2 separate regions of the Mus musculus genome follow, and region 2 is linked to region 1. The links are chromatin contacts, called in public HiChIP or PLAC-seq maps. All regions are on one chromosome and are shown on one strand. The core of a region is the stretch at or near the end of the contact, and the rest is flanking DNA. Distances in the headings are between cores, read along the strand shown. Region 1 holds the start of Stxbp1 (syntaxin binding protein 1). Region 2 overlaps Niban2 (niban apoptosis regulator 2).

Evidence for each region. HiChIP or PLAC-seq counts read pairs in DNA pulled down with a chosen protein or histone mark.
Region 2: an HNF4G HiChIP or PLAC-seq map of pancreatic cancer cells shows a contact between it and region 1. The contact joins the enhancer-like site here to the promoter of Stxbp1 in region 1. A contact is called at or near these places in 1 of 39 promoter capture datasets (macrophages), 1 of 15 datasets of contacts at CTCF or cohesin (large pre-B cells), 9 of 115 datasets of contacts at active chromatin or transcription factors (the 230-238 cell line, the HPC-7 cell line, effector CD8 T cells and 5 more) and 4 of 9 other capture datasets (adipose tissue, embryonic stem cells, liver and 1 more).

What each region holds. Positions count from the first base shown.
Region 1 is chr2:32,843,332-32,849,470 of GRCm38.p6, forward strand. Stxbp1 (syntaxin binding protein 1) reads right to left here and starts at 3,901. Exons shown (of 19, transcript NM_009295.2): 1 at 3,724-3,901. The coding sequence starts at 3,760. Gm13524 (predicted gene 13524) reads left to right here and starts at 2,605. Exons shown (of 2, transcript NR_166175.1): 1 at 2,605-3,104; 2 at 4,426-6,139.
Region 2 is chr2:32,894,779-32,900,879 of GRCm38.p6, forward strand. All of the region lies in intron 1 of Niban2 (niban apoptosis regulator 2), which reads left to right. Among named protein-coding and RNA genes, the nearest start is that of Gm13523, 15 kb to the left of the region's middle. Within about 2 kb of position 1,898, at least 156 of the 459 cell types and tissues checked have an H3K27ac peak or open chromatin away from gene starts, as enhancers often do. A contact at or near this core is called in adipose tissue, pancreatic cancer cells and pancreatic islet, where this site is marked.

The sequences.
Region 1 (6,139 bases), core at 2,651-5,150:
TTACTGAGCCTGTTCTCGTTCTCCTGAGTTGTCTGTCCAACATTAACTGTGTGTCAGTGCCTACATCATGCACTGAGGACAGGCCCAAGAACAAGACCCACTGAAGAAACACACAGACCAGTTGGGCAAGGCCAAAACACACAAGTAAGTCACAGTGTGTTCTACAGCATGCTGGGGAAGCAGCAGAAAACCTCTGGAGGACTGATGGCCACACAGTCGACCTAGTCCCATTTTGCTGTTGGTTTGGTTTCTAGGGGCTTGTTGGCTGGTTGGTTTGAAGACAGGGTCTCACTAAGTATCCCAGGCTGGCCTGGAACTCTGCCTCCGGAGTCCTGGAGAAAAAGGCATATGCCACCATGCTTGCTTGGCACAGCAGATTCATGTTTTCTTAGCTTTCAGCTTTGAAACTCCCATAGTTCCTAGCAAGCTCTAAACAAATGTCTATAGAATAAGTAGCTAAATCAATCCATATCCTCTTCTTACACCTACAGCCCACGGGCTATCCAATGAAGCTCAACTCAGAAGGGCCCAGAAGGGCTCTGGGGCTGGTACTGCACATGTGCAAGGCTCTAAATTAGATTGGGGCAGATTCCAGGGAAAGGTAAGGGGCTCAAAACTACATTTATTTTGTGTTTATTCATATCCTAAGTGATGTGGGCTTCCCCCCAAAACAAACAAAGGACAGGATCATTTTTTACTTCTGAAAAAATCTGATAGTGACTGTGCTGGTTAGTTTTATGTCAACTTCACACAGCTAGAGCCTTTAGAGGAGGGTGCCTCAATTACAAAAAGGCCTCTGTAAAATGGGGCTGTAGGCAAGCCTGTAGGGCATTTTCTTAATCACTGACTGAAGTGGGAGGGCCCAGCCCATTGTGGGTGAGACCACCCCTGGGCTCTGTAAGAAAGCAGGCTGAGCAGGCCTGCATCCCCTCCTGAGTTCAGGTGCCTGCTCAGTCCTGACTTCCTTCAATGATGAACTGTGATGTGGAAAAATCCTTTCCTCCCAAAGCTAATTTTGGCCATGGTGTTTCATTCCAGCTACGATAACCCCAACTAAGACGGTGACTATGGAATGTTAACTTAGAGCAAAAGGAAGGTGACATTTAAACTGGTGCATAGTGGGTTTTTAAAAGCTTTAGCTGCAGCTGTAGCTCAGTGGGTAGAGTGCTAACCTAGCATACTAGAGGCCCCAGGTTCAATCCCAGCACTGCTGAAAATGGAGACAGTGGTGGGAGGCTCCAGAGGGAGAAGCTGGAGGATCAGTTTTAACTCATGCTGAGCCCCTGGCAGCTCTAGGCGTACCTGGGCTATATTAGACTCAGTTCTCAAGACAGTGAAAAGGAAAAGCATCTTCATCTCACTTTTATTTTTTGGAGAAAAAAGCCAAAGCAGAAACCCCACCAAAAACTAGAAGGTAGCATTAAAATCGTATTCAGCGATACATTTTCCTAAAGCACACGCCTAACTCAATTGTCACAGGAATAGAAGCCTGTTCACACATTCATCATTTTTTTTAATTGTGCTTATTTTTGCACACCACAGTTTCACTTTGTTTCAAAGGAAATTTTGGCCATATTGCATACTGATATATATATATATATAACTTTTTCTGATGCTTACTTCTAAAAGAGGCAAGGCGAGAGGTTATGGTGACACCTAAGGGTCTTGGCAAAAGGATGCAAGCACCTCACCACCTGGGTATGGTGGTGCAAGCCTGGAACCCCAACATTTTGGTAGCCTGAGACAGGAGGATTACCATGAGTTCAAAGCCAGCCTGCACTGGGTAGCAAGTACCAGGCTAGCCAGGGCTGTAAAGTGAGACCTTGTCTCGCATTAACAAAAAATAAGCTGAAGTTGGTGGCTCACAGCTATAATCTTCAGCATTTGTGACGCTGAGGCAGGAGGATTAAGATAAATTTAATGCCAGTCTAAGTTACATAGTGCCTTCTGGGCCAGCAGCTTGGACTGTAGAGACTGTCTTGGGGGAGATTCTTTAATAAGTATTTTATCATTCAAATGTAGTATTCAAAATATAATACCTGGAATACAACATTCGATCCCATACCTCTAGCCCTTGAAAAGGGGGGTATAAAGAAAACTTTATGTATGTAGAATGCAAGGATGTTATTTTTACTTAAACTACAAGGAAACGGACACTAGATTAAAAAAAATTAATTAACAGTGATTTCAGCAAGTCATTTAACTGCTCCAAGCCTCAATTGTTTTCCCATAGGTGAAAATGAAGATGTTGACGACAGAAAATCCCTAGGGATACTTGCAGCCTTAACCACCAATTCTCCTCAGAAAACAATTCAAGTAGCCTTTACAGCACGGGTGCTAGCATAAGCATTTAAAAAGGTCGACTTTTGGTTTTGTTTTTATAATAATTTCTCCTGATGTACTATATCAGGGAAGAGTATCCCCCCCCCCTACTCATACCAGTCAAAAGATAAGGGTTAGGCAGTTAGTACGCTCAACAGTTATGCTGCATTTGATGGGGGGTGGGGGGCGGGGAGGAAGCTGCCATAGAACAGGATCACTGAAAAGGGAAACTGTAAATTTCCACCTCTCCTACAGGGAAAAGGCACTTTCATTTTCTCTCTCACTCTAAAAAGATAGCCAAAGTCACAGCAGTGTTCACGCGGTTTCATTGTAAAGACGTGCCAAAATACTTAAGAGGCACTATTTTTCTACCTAGGTCACCCATCTTTGAGAATACCGACAGCCCGCCCTCACTTCGACGCTCCCCATCCATTATTAAAAAAAAATAAATAAATAAATTTAAACATGTCTGCTGTGCCTTTCATGCAAACCTATAAACAGTCACATCTTCCCCGCAGCGACGCCCAGGTCTGAGTCCCACAAGCAGCGAGACTGCAGACTGCGGCGCTGGCTGGGGCCACTCCTCCCGCGACACTCCGAAACTGCTCCCCTTTCCCTTGGGATTTCTAAGGGTTCGGACCAGCTAAGACCCCTCCCTTTAAGTCCAGCCCGGGGAAGGGGAGGCGGAGAGAGCCTTGCGGAAGCAGTGCCACAGGAAAACCCCGTGTCCCCTGCCCAGCTGGCAGGAGTGGCCCTGGCGGCGCGCGCCCAGCCGCTCCCAGGTGGGTCTCTGCAGCCGGGGACAGCGCCCTGCTCCCGGGAGAGGGAGGCAGGGAGGGAGGAGGACGCAGGCCAGGCTTCGTTCGTCACGATTCACGAGGGAGGGTGGGAAAGAGGGAGGGATTGGAGACAGAAAGAAAGGGGGGGGGGAGCGGAATTGAGAGCTCTGGATATGCAGAAGGCAAGGAAAGGAGACGGTAGGAAAGGAATACGTCTGGAGAAGAGTTGGGGTGCAGAAGGGTGATGCTGCAGAGGAGGGTGGTGGGCTGGAGGGGATAAAGGCGCGGGTGGGGGAGGTGAACAGGGAGAGAGAGAGAGAGGAGAGGGATGGGATGAAGGGAGAGATGGCGTGATGGAAGTGAATGGATGAAGGTAAAAAGGAAAACGAGATGTTTATGAAGGCGAGGTATGAGGAGGAGGGATGGGATGAAGAGAGGTGGAGGAATAGAGACTGAGGAGGCGTCTGGGGTGAGGAGGACCGAGGTGAAGAGGGGATCTGGGTGAAGCGTGAGTCAGGGAAGCCTGCTGGCCGCAGGAAGCCAGAGGGGCATCCCTCCCGGGAGGGCGGCGCCTGAATAACGGGTTTCGCCGGCCCCGGGGCAGCACCCGGACGCCACTTACTCTCTCCGACCACCGCCTTGAGGCCAATGGGGGCCATGGCGTTCTTCGAGTCTTCGGGCTCCGATGCTCCTCCCGCGACACCGTCGCCTCCCCCGGGCCGCGCGCCCCGCTGTCTGCAGCCCGCCGCCCCGCAGTCGCGCTCGGGACCGACTGACGCGCGGACTCCGCGCGGGGGCGCGACTCGGGCCAAAGCGAGGCTGTGTAGCGGCCAGCGCGCGCGGGAGGGGCGGGGCTGCGGGGCGGGGCCTCGCGCCAGCCGTCATCGTCACCCGCGCGCTGCCGCCAATAGAAGCGCGGCCCGGGCGCGAGACCCCGCCCTCCGGGATGCAGGCTCCGGGAGCGCCCTCCCCTGCGCCTCACGCTCGCGCCAGGGCCTCAGGGTCCTAAAATCCCCTCGCCAGCCCTGCACGGGCTGCCCAGGTCATGGGAATCTCCCTAAAGCCAGGCTGTGATGCTCTTCCTGCTTTTTTGGGAGCCTTCCATTTTCTCCTGCCAAAAAACCGAACTCTGAGAGCAGATTCTTATTAACTGTAGTCCCATTCCCAGCCACAACATAGGCTTACAGTACACTGACACTATCCCTGTGTCTCTGTGGTCTGTTTACCATTGATGGAGAGCTAAGCTCTGTGTTACACACCTTTCAGGTATCATTTTACTAAATTCGCGCAATAACCGAACATCATTTCTAATCTTCATTTTCAGGTACAAAAACACACCCGAGGCGCTTGCTGTTGTACCATTTATCTATCAGTCACTAATGAATATTATTCTCCCATAACTATGTATAAGCTATGTATATGAATTACTATGGATATTCTGTATACTGGAGCTGCACTCGTGCACAAGACATGGAACAAATCCAGTAGTTTCCAAAGTCCAAATCTAATTAGGAAATACTACAGAATCAACTCTGGACTCAGCATCTCCTTCCTCCTGTCTACATGGTCACATACTGGTTTTCGAGGTTCCATCTTTGCTAATGAAGAAGGTTGCTTTGGAAATACAGAACAAGAGTAGGAGACGTACCTCAGAGGTGGAGCACTTGCTTGTTATATGCAAGGTCTCCACTTTGATCCCTGATGGTGGAAAATAAAATAAAGTGCAAAGAAAAAATGAACAAGTCCAACTAACTTAAAAATCACAAAGGATGGGGCTGGAGAGATGGCTCAGTGGTTAAGAGCACTGGCTGTTCTTCCAGAGGTCCTCAGTTAAAGTCTTAGCATTCACATGACAGCTCACAATTGTCTGTGACTGTATCTAGTAGGACCAAATGCCCTCTTCTGATGTGCATACATGCCAACAGAATACCCACATACATAAAATACATGCATGAATAAATCTTTTTTAAAAACATTTTTAAAAGGAAAAATCACAAAGGAGCCAGGTGTGGTAACACATACCTTTAGTCCTAGCACTCAGGAGACAGAAAGCTAGGGGGTCCCTGAGTTTGAGACCAGTCTGGTCTACAGAGCAAGTTTCAGAAAAGCCTGGTCTATAGAACAAGTTGAGGGACAGCCAGGGCTACACAGAAAATCGCTATCTTTACAAACAAACAAGAAAGAACCACAAAGGAGGGCATAGCAGCACAGACCTTTAATCCCAGCACTTGGGAGGTAGAGGCAGGACAAACTCTGTGAGTTCTTGGCCAGCCTGGTCTACATAGTGAGTTTCAGGCAAGCCAGAGCTACATATACCCAGTTTAAAAAAACAAAACAAAACAAAACAAAACGACAACAACAAACTCCCAAAGGCAGAGCTATTGAGAGGGCTCAGTGGGTAAAGGCACTTGTCGTCTGGCCTTATATCCTAAGTTTGACCCCCTGGAATCCAGTTAGTGCATGGAGCAAGCAGACTCCCACACGTTCTCTGACCTCCACACACGCACAGTGGCGCTTGGTATCAGACATTAGGTAAATATAATAAAACTTTTACAGCAGTTCTCTGGAACCAACTCCCTAAAATTGTCTGACTTCCACATGAGTGCCACAGAGTGTGTACATACATCATACTTACGTATACATATAATAAAAATTTTTTTAATCATAAAGGACTGCTAGACACGGTGGCAAACATCCCAGTGTTTGAGAGGGTAAGGCAAGAGACTTTCTGTGAACTTCTGCCAGCCTGGGCTACATGGTAATCTCCTGTCTCAAAAACCTGAAACAAATAGGCTACAAAGTATGGCTATGAAGTCCATGAGTACCCCACACGTGTGGACAGCCCTGTGATCTGGGACCCTTTCCGCATATCATTCAGAAATCAAGTGATTTTTTTTTTTTATAGACGAGGACCCTGGGATTCAGAGAGGCTGTATTGAGTAGTGGCCAAGTAGTAATTCAAGTACTTTTTAAAACAAATGCATTTATTTATTTATTTATTTATTTAATCTATCGATCTATTTACTTAGACAGGACTT
Region 2 (6,101 bases), core at 648-3,147, 49 kb after region 1:
GGGCGGATGACACAACTCCTTTCAACACTTCAAGCGCTGCCATTGGCAGCGCCAACTCCTGTTTGTCAGACTCTGTGGAGTTACTCATTTCATCTCATCCTTCTGACACCTGGCGAGGCGGGGCTGCTTCTTCAGGTGTACAGCAGGGAAATGGAGGTTCAGACAGACGGAAGCCATGTGCTCTCTCCTGGAGCCTGTGAGAGGTGGGCTTATCTGAAAATGCCATCTCAGTCTGGAGCTTGCTGTCCCACGGAAAGGCCTTGGTCTACCGAGGGGTGGGATAAACAGATTCTTGGTTCTTGTGTGTCTGAAGACTTACCCATTGTGGGGTCGCTTTTACAAGCTTTGTGTCAGAGGGTGACTCATGGGAGTTAATTCTCCTTCTATCCTGTGGGGTCCTCACTGAACTGAGGTCCTAAGCCTTTACCTGCTGAGCCAGACATCATTTTGTTGTTGTTGTTGTTGTTTTGTTTAAAATTTATTGATATTTATTTTATGTATGGATACCACATGCATGCCTGATGCCTGTAGAGTCCAGAAGAGGGTGTCTGAGCTCCTGGAATTAGAGTTCTGGCCACTTGTGTGCACCATTGTGGTTTCTGGGAACAGAACCCAGGTCCTCTGCAAAACCAGCACATGCCCTTAACCGTTGGGCCAGCTCTCCAGCACCATTATGGTTTCTCATTGACAGTCAGTCTTCTTCATTAGATTCCTAGGGCCCAGCCCTGGAGACTCAGAGAGCTTGGAGGGTGGGCATGATGCTAGTCCTGTGGCGGGCCGGGGGGCGGGGTGGGGTGGGGGGGGTAGGCTGTCCTGCTGTGGGTGGATGCTGCTGCTGGAGGCCTGGGCCTCCTTTTTCTGTCTGCTCCCCCAAACGCAGGGGCGTCCTCATCCTGCCCTCCTAGAACAGGCTGCCAGCTGGAGGCTGCGGGCACAGAGCTGATGCCAGGCAAGTGGGCGGGGCTGGGGCGGGATGAGAAGGCCTTTGTTTCTCCTGTTTGTGTCCAGATGGGAACTGAGTTTCCCAACAGAAGTGGAGGATGTGAAGAGAAGTCCCAGGTGCTCCCCTGCCCCACCCCCAGACATTTCCCCAGTCTCCACCCTGGCTGCCCTCTCCACCCCTTAGGCCCTCCCGGCTCAGCTGTTAGCCTTCATGAGACCTGTTGTTGCTGAGTTCTGGTTAAATATTTGCTAACTGAGAAGTTTGCAAGGCGGCTTTGTGCGAAGTCCTGGGTGACTACTCCCAAATCTGTCTTTGGATAAGGAGACCCAGCCCTCCTGGGCCTTCAGAGTCCTTTGCAGGTGGCCTTCTTGGCATCTGGAACTAGATAACCTCTCCCCCTGGGGGCCATTGTTTACACGCCTGTTTAATGGATCAGGGAGAGAAGGCAAGGCTAGGCTTGGATCCTGGGGAGCCAGTGTGGAGAAAACCTGGAGACCTGCTTCCTAGTCTCCGGGCCTCAGTCCCCATCTATCCACGGTCAGCTCTCCTGGGTCCAGGAGGGACCTTCCCAAAGTGCCAATGGCCTGTTAACAAGGGGATGTGGCAGCTCAGGATTCAGTTGGTACAGCCCACTAGATACCTTAACCACTAAAATAGGACCCCTCTCTCTCAGAGTTCTTCATTCCCGTTTGGGGTAGCAGGGGGCTGTGATGTCATGCCTGGTTTGCTCTCTTATGTAATGCTGGGCAAGTCACTGAATATCTCTGAGCTGTGGATCCCTCATCCAGAGAATGGGTTTGTCGGTTTGTCCTGGTGGGGGTTAAATAAAGTCATCGTGACTATTCTCTGATTCTCAGCTAAAGTGCTTCAGAAAACCGCCTCAGTGCTGGCTCTGGGCAACTGTGGCATGCATTAGCTCATGCTGTGATGATTATAATTAGATGCAAATGGAGAACCAGAGAGCCTTGTGGTGGGGAGCAGGGCAAGGCAGGCTGACTAAGATTCTAAGCCTGGGAGTTGAGAAAGGGTGTTCTGCCAAAGGGTGCTTCATAGGAGAGAGTGCAGAGTGGGGGTACACTTGGTATCAGTCGGACCCAGCCAGGGCAGGGGCTGGGAAGGGCAAGGGGACTGAGAACCTCAGCCTTGGATTCCATTCATTGCTATCCGCTCGTGAACTGCAGCATGTCAGGACGTGGGGTAGGAGCTGTGTCATTGCAGATGGGGAATCTACGCTCTCCTGGGGCTGTTGAAGGCCAACTCATCCTTAACAAAGCAAGTCACCTGATCTTCTGGACATTTCCACAGTCCTTAGAGTCCAGGGCCTGTTGGCCTGGCGGACAAGTCTCTGATCTCCCAGCTTCTGTCTCTCCAGTGGCGGCAATGCTTCTAGAAGCTTCTGGGCTCTGCTAGGTCAGGACTTGCTCTGCTCTTCTGTGACCTACATGAGAAATGCTAGGTCCCCAGCCATCCTGGTGCCTCTCCACCTGTGTCTAAATAAAAAAAAAAAAAGGTTTGCCATTTGTAGTTCTGGGAATTGAACCCAGTCCTCGTGCACAATAGGAATATGCTCACCACTAGCCACTATACTGTGTCCCTAGCCTTGTGCTCTATACATCTCTCACAGTCTGTCCTCAGTGAGACAGTGGTCTGTCCTCAGTGAGATGGCAGAGTCTCTATCCAAACATCCTTGTCATTTACGCGTGAACCGTAGTCTTGGCACACTTGGTGTCCCCAGCCCACAGCAAGCACATTCACAGGCACACCTTGGAGCTGTGTTCAGAGGAAGGGGGTTTTCTTTGTTAATTCCTGATCTTCAGGAAAGAGGGTTAACCCAGCAGGTCTCTTCAGGACACCTGCGGTGAGAAGGGAGAGAAAGCTCGTGTGACATCCACTTTCCCAACAAAGAAGATCTGTGTTGGATGTTTCTTCATCCTCGGGAGCCTCCGAGGTCCCAGCTTCTATGCTGGCCTTTCAGTGTGAGGAGTCTAGGGTGGGCGTGGAGCTTGTGAGAGAGTTCTCACACGGTGTAGATAAGTGGGGAGCACCCACCCAGCCTGGGGATTTCCAAAGGAAGAGAATGGGGGATGGGATGGGGTGGGGCTGAAGGATCAGCTTCGGTACTGTGGTTATAATAGGAGCCATACCTTTACCCCAAGGGCAGAAGGAGCCTTAGGACGTTTGTGAGCAGTGGAGGACCAGGCAGCTCCCTCCTTCTCCTGGTATGGGAAGGGCCAGAGGGAGTCAGGAGTAAGTTGGAGGCTGAGGCAGGTAGTGACCCGGCTGGGGGCAATGGCAGGTGGTGCAGGCTGAGCTGAGGTGAGCTGGCCTAAGTCAGCTCACAGTTCTGATGGTGGGCCCAGAAGCTGGGGCCCACTGCCGAGGACACCCCTCCTTCTGGATCAATTCACCAAGGGGTCTGCATCAGCCTCTGCTCTCTGGAGCAGCTCCCTTCTGGACCAGGGTGACTGTCACACTTTCTCTTCCTGACTCTGGCTCTACATGGTCCCTGCCCGCTGGTCCCAGCTCTTCTCTTGGGCCGGTTATGCCCCTCCCCCATGCTGGATGATGAAGCCTGTCATTACTCCTCCTCCCCCCAACTTGTACCTGATTACAGGTCCCAGGCAGGAGCCCTGCATCAGCCCTCCTGATAGGGGCCACCCACAGGCTGCTGCATCCTCCTCAGAGGGACATCCTCTCCAGAGGCTGACAGTGACAGTCTTGGTGGTGGGTGTGGAATGTCTTTCCCCAATTTTGTTTCCCTGTTAAGACTCAAACTGTCCCAAGTCTGTGTCGTGTGTGTGTGTGTGTGTGTGTGTGTGTGTGTGTGTGTGTGTGTGTATGGCTCAGTTGGCAGTGCTCTCCTTGCATGCGGGAGGTCCCGAGTTTGATCCTCAATGCTATAAGAAAAAAAAATGCTCATACTTTGAGATGGGTGTGGTAGCTCATGTTTTTAATCCTAGAATTTGGGAGGTGGAGGCAGAGGGCTCAGGAATTCAGACTCATTCTTGGTTACATAACAAGCTTGAAACCAGCCTGGGCTACATGAGACTGTAGCATTTTCCTGGGTGCCGAGGAGACCTAGGTGGTCCAGGAGAGAGACTTTAGGTGAGACACTGAGACCCTATAGACTCCTGTCCTTATCTGTTGGGCTGTGCTGTGTGACTCTAGCAGTATGTGACTACCTCTCTGGTCCTCAGTTTTCCTGGCTGTGCCAGTCAGATGGTGTAGTTACTGGTATTTGACTTCATGATATGGGGAACCCCATCTCCACCTACCTCAGTCCTTAGTTTCTGGGGTGGGTGGGTCATCATCCTGGTTACCCCCCCCCCCATCTCCCTATCTGGAGTCCTCCCCAGTGCTCCAAGAACCAGGCAGGCCAGTTCTGAGTCTGCCCCACCCGACAGGTGCTGTCACCTGCTAGGTTTCAGTCCCCATGAAACCCTGAAACTGGGCTGGGCCTGGTAGTGAGGCTTGTTCCACGAGCCCACTGGAGGGACCGGCCAGACCAGGATGAGTTTGGCTCAGTGCCCACATCTGAGTCCAAATCAGGGCAGGGCTTGCGTGAAGTCCCTGCGGTCCACATGAAGTCGGCTACCCTCCTGGTTGGAGGTTGTCTTCTTTGTCCTAATGCCATCGTTGTGGAAGGGGACTCAGGCACAGGTTCCTGGGTCTCGGACCTGGGCTAAGCTCCTGCTTTCTGTACTCGTTGGTGAGGGGCTGAGTTCTTTGCACTGAGTCTCCTTAAGTGAAACGTCTGACTTTAGAGTCAGTGCACCCGTGGATAGAGATCATGTCAGGTTTCTGCACCGGTGCAGGATGCCCGGGGCTCACCAAGTAGAAACTGCTTAGACCAGCATCCAAGCATTTAGGGTAATGGTCCTCAGCCTATGGGTCTCTACCCCTTTGGTAGCCAAATGACTCTGTCATGGGGGTCGCATATCAGATATCCTGAATATCAGGCATTTGTGTTACGATTCAGTAGCAAATTTATAGTTATGAAGTAGCAATGAAAATAATGTTATGGCCGGGGGTCACCACCACGTGAGAAACTGTATTAAAGGGTCACAGCGTTAGGAAGGTGGAGAACCACTGGGTTAGGGGCTCTTCCTGCAGCATGTCCCCCAAAGGATCCCGCTCTGCTTTCCCCATATACAGCTTAACTTGCAGGATGGGCCTGGTACCCCTCTCCCAGATCCCCAAGGCTTCAGGGAACTTCAGGACACCCAAGGACCCTTGTTCTTCATGGCTTCTGCTATCTACACAGGAACCAGTGTGATCCCCAGAACTGTCACTTTGGAAAATCAGAGATCAGCACTCTTCCGGCCACTGAGCCGTTGTTAGTATTGGTCATGTGCACTGTCCTTGTGAGGGCCCCGTGCTCTCTGCTCATTGGTCCTCTGATTTCCTCCCCGCCTAGTCACTGATGTGCCATCTTGCAGAGATGAAAACAGAGAGGGAAAGTGCCTTGGCCGGGGCCTCATAGCCCTGTGGGTGGAACTGGGACTTGAACCCAGAGCTTGTCCTTGCAAGCCCATGTGGCAGTGGAGCCCTTGCTGTGGGGTGTATCCTGTCCACCTCTCAGTCCCTCTGTCCAGCCTGAGGTGGCTGTGGTCAGCCCCTGGTCTGCTTGACTTACCAGTCCATTAGTGGAGGAGCTGAGGCCAGTATCTTGGTTTGCTCCCAAAGCAAGGGCTGAGATTTTCATTAAGGCCTTAGGGCATCTAAGACCTACCTGCCCATTTTAGCCCAGGGAGGATCAACAAGGGAGGGGATCTCCAATAGGCAGGAAGGTGCCCTGCCAGCCTTGACTACATGGGAGCAGGTAGGGGGCTAGGCCAAAGGCTACCCTTTCTGATCTGACATCCACAGATGCATGACCTTGGGGAAATCTCTTGGCTTTTCTGAGCCTGGTGTCCTCATCTGTAAAAATGCACCAGCCCCCTTTACTCCCCCCTGGGCCTGGGCAGGGACCTAGCAAGTAAGGCTGGAGCCCCACAAAGCCACCATGTCTCGTGTGAAATGCCCCTGGAGATGGGAGACTCTGGACAGGCTTTCGGGGAAGTAAGATTTTAAAGCTGACTTCCTGCTGGCCTGGAATGTGGCTCACTGGTGCTGTGCCCACCTGGTGTGCATGAAGCCATAGTCCAGTCCCCAGCAA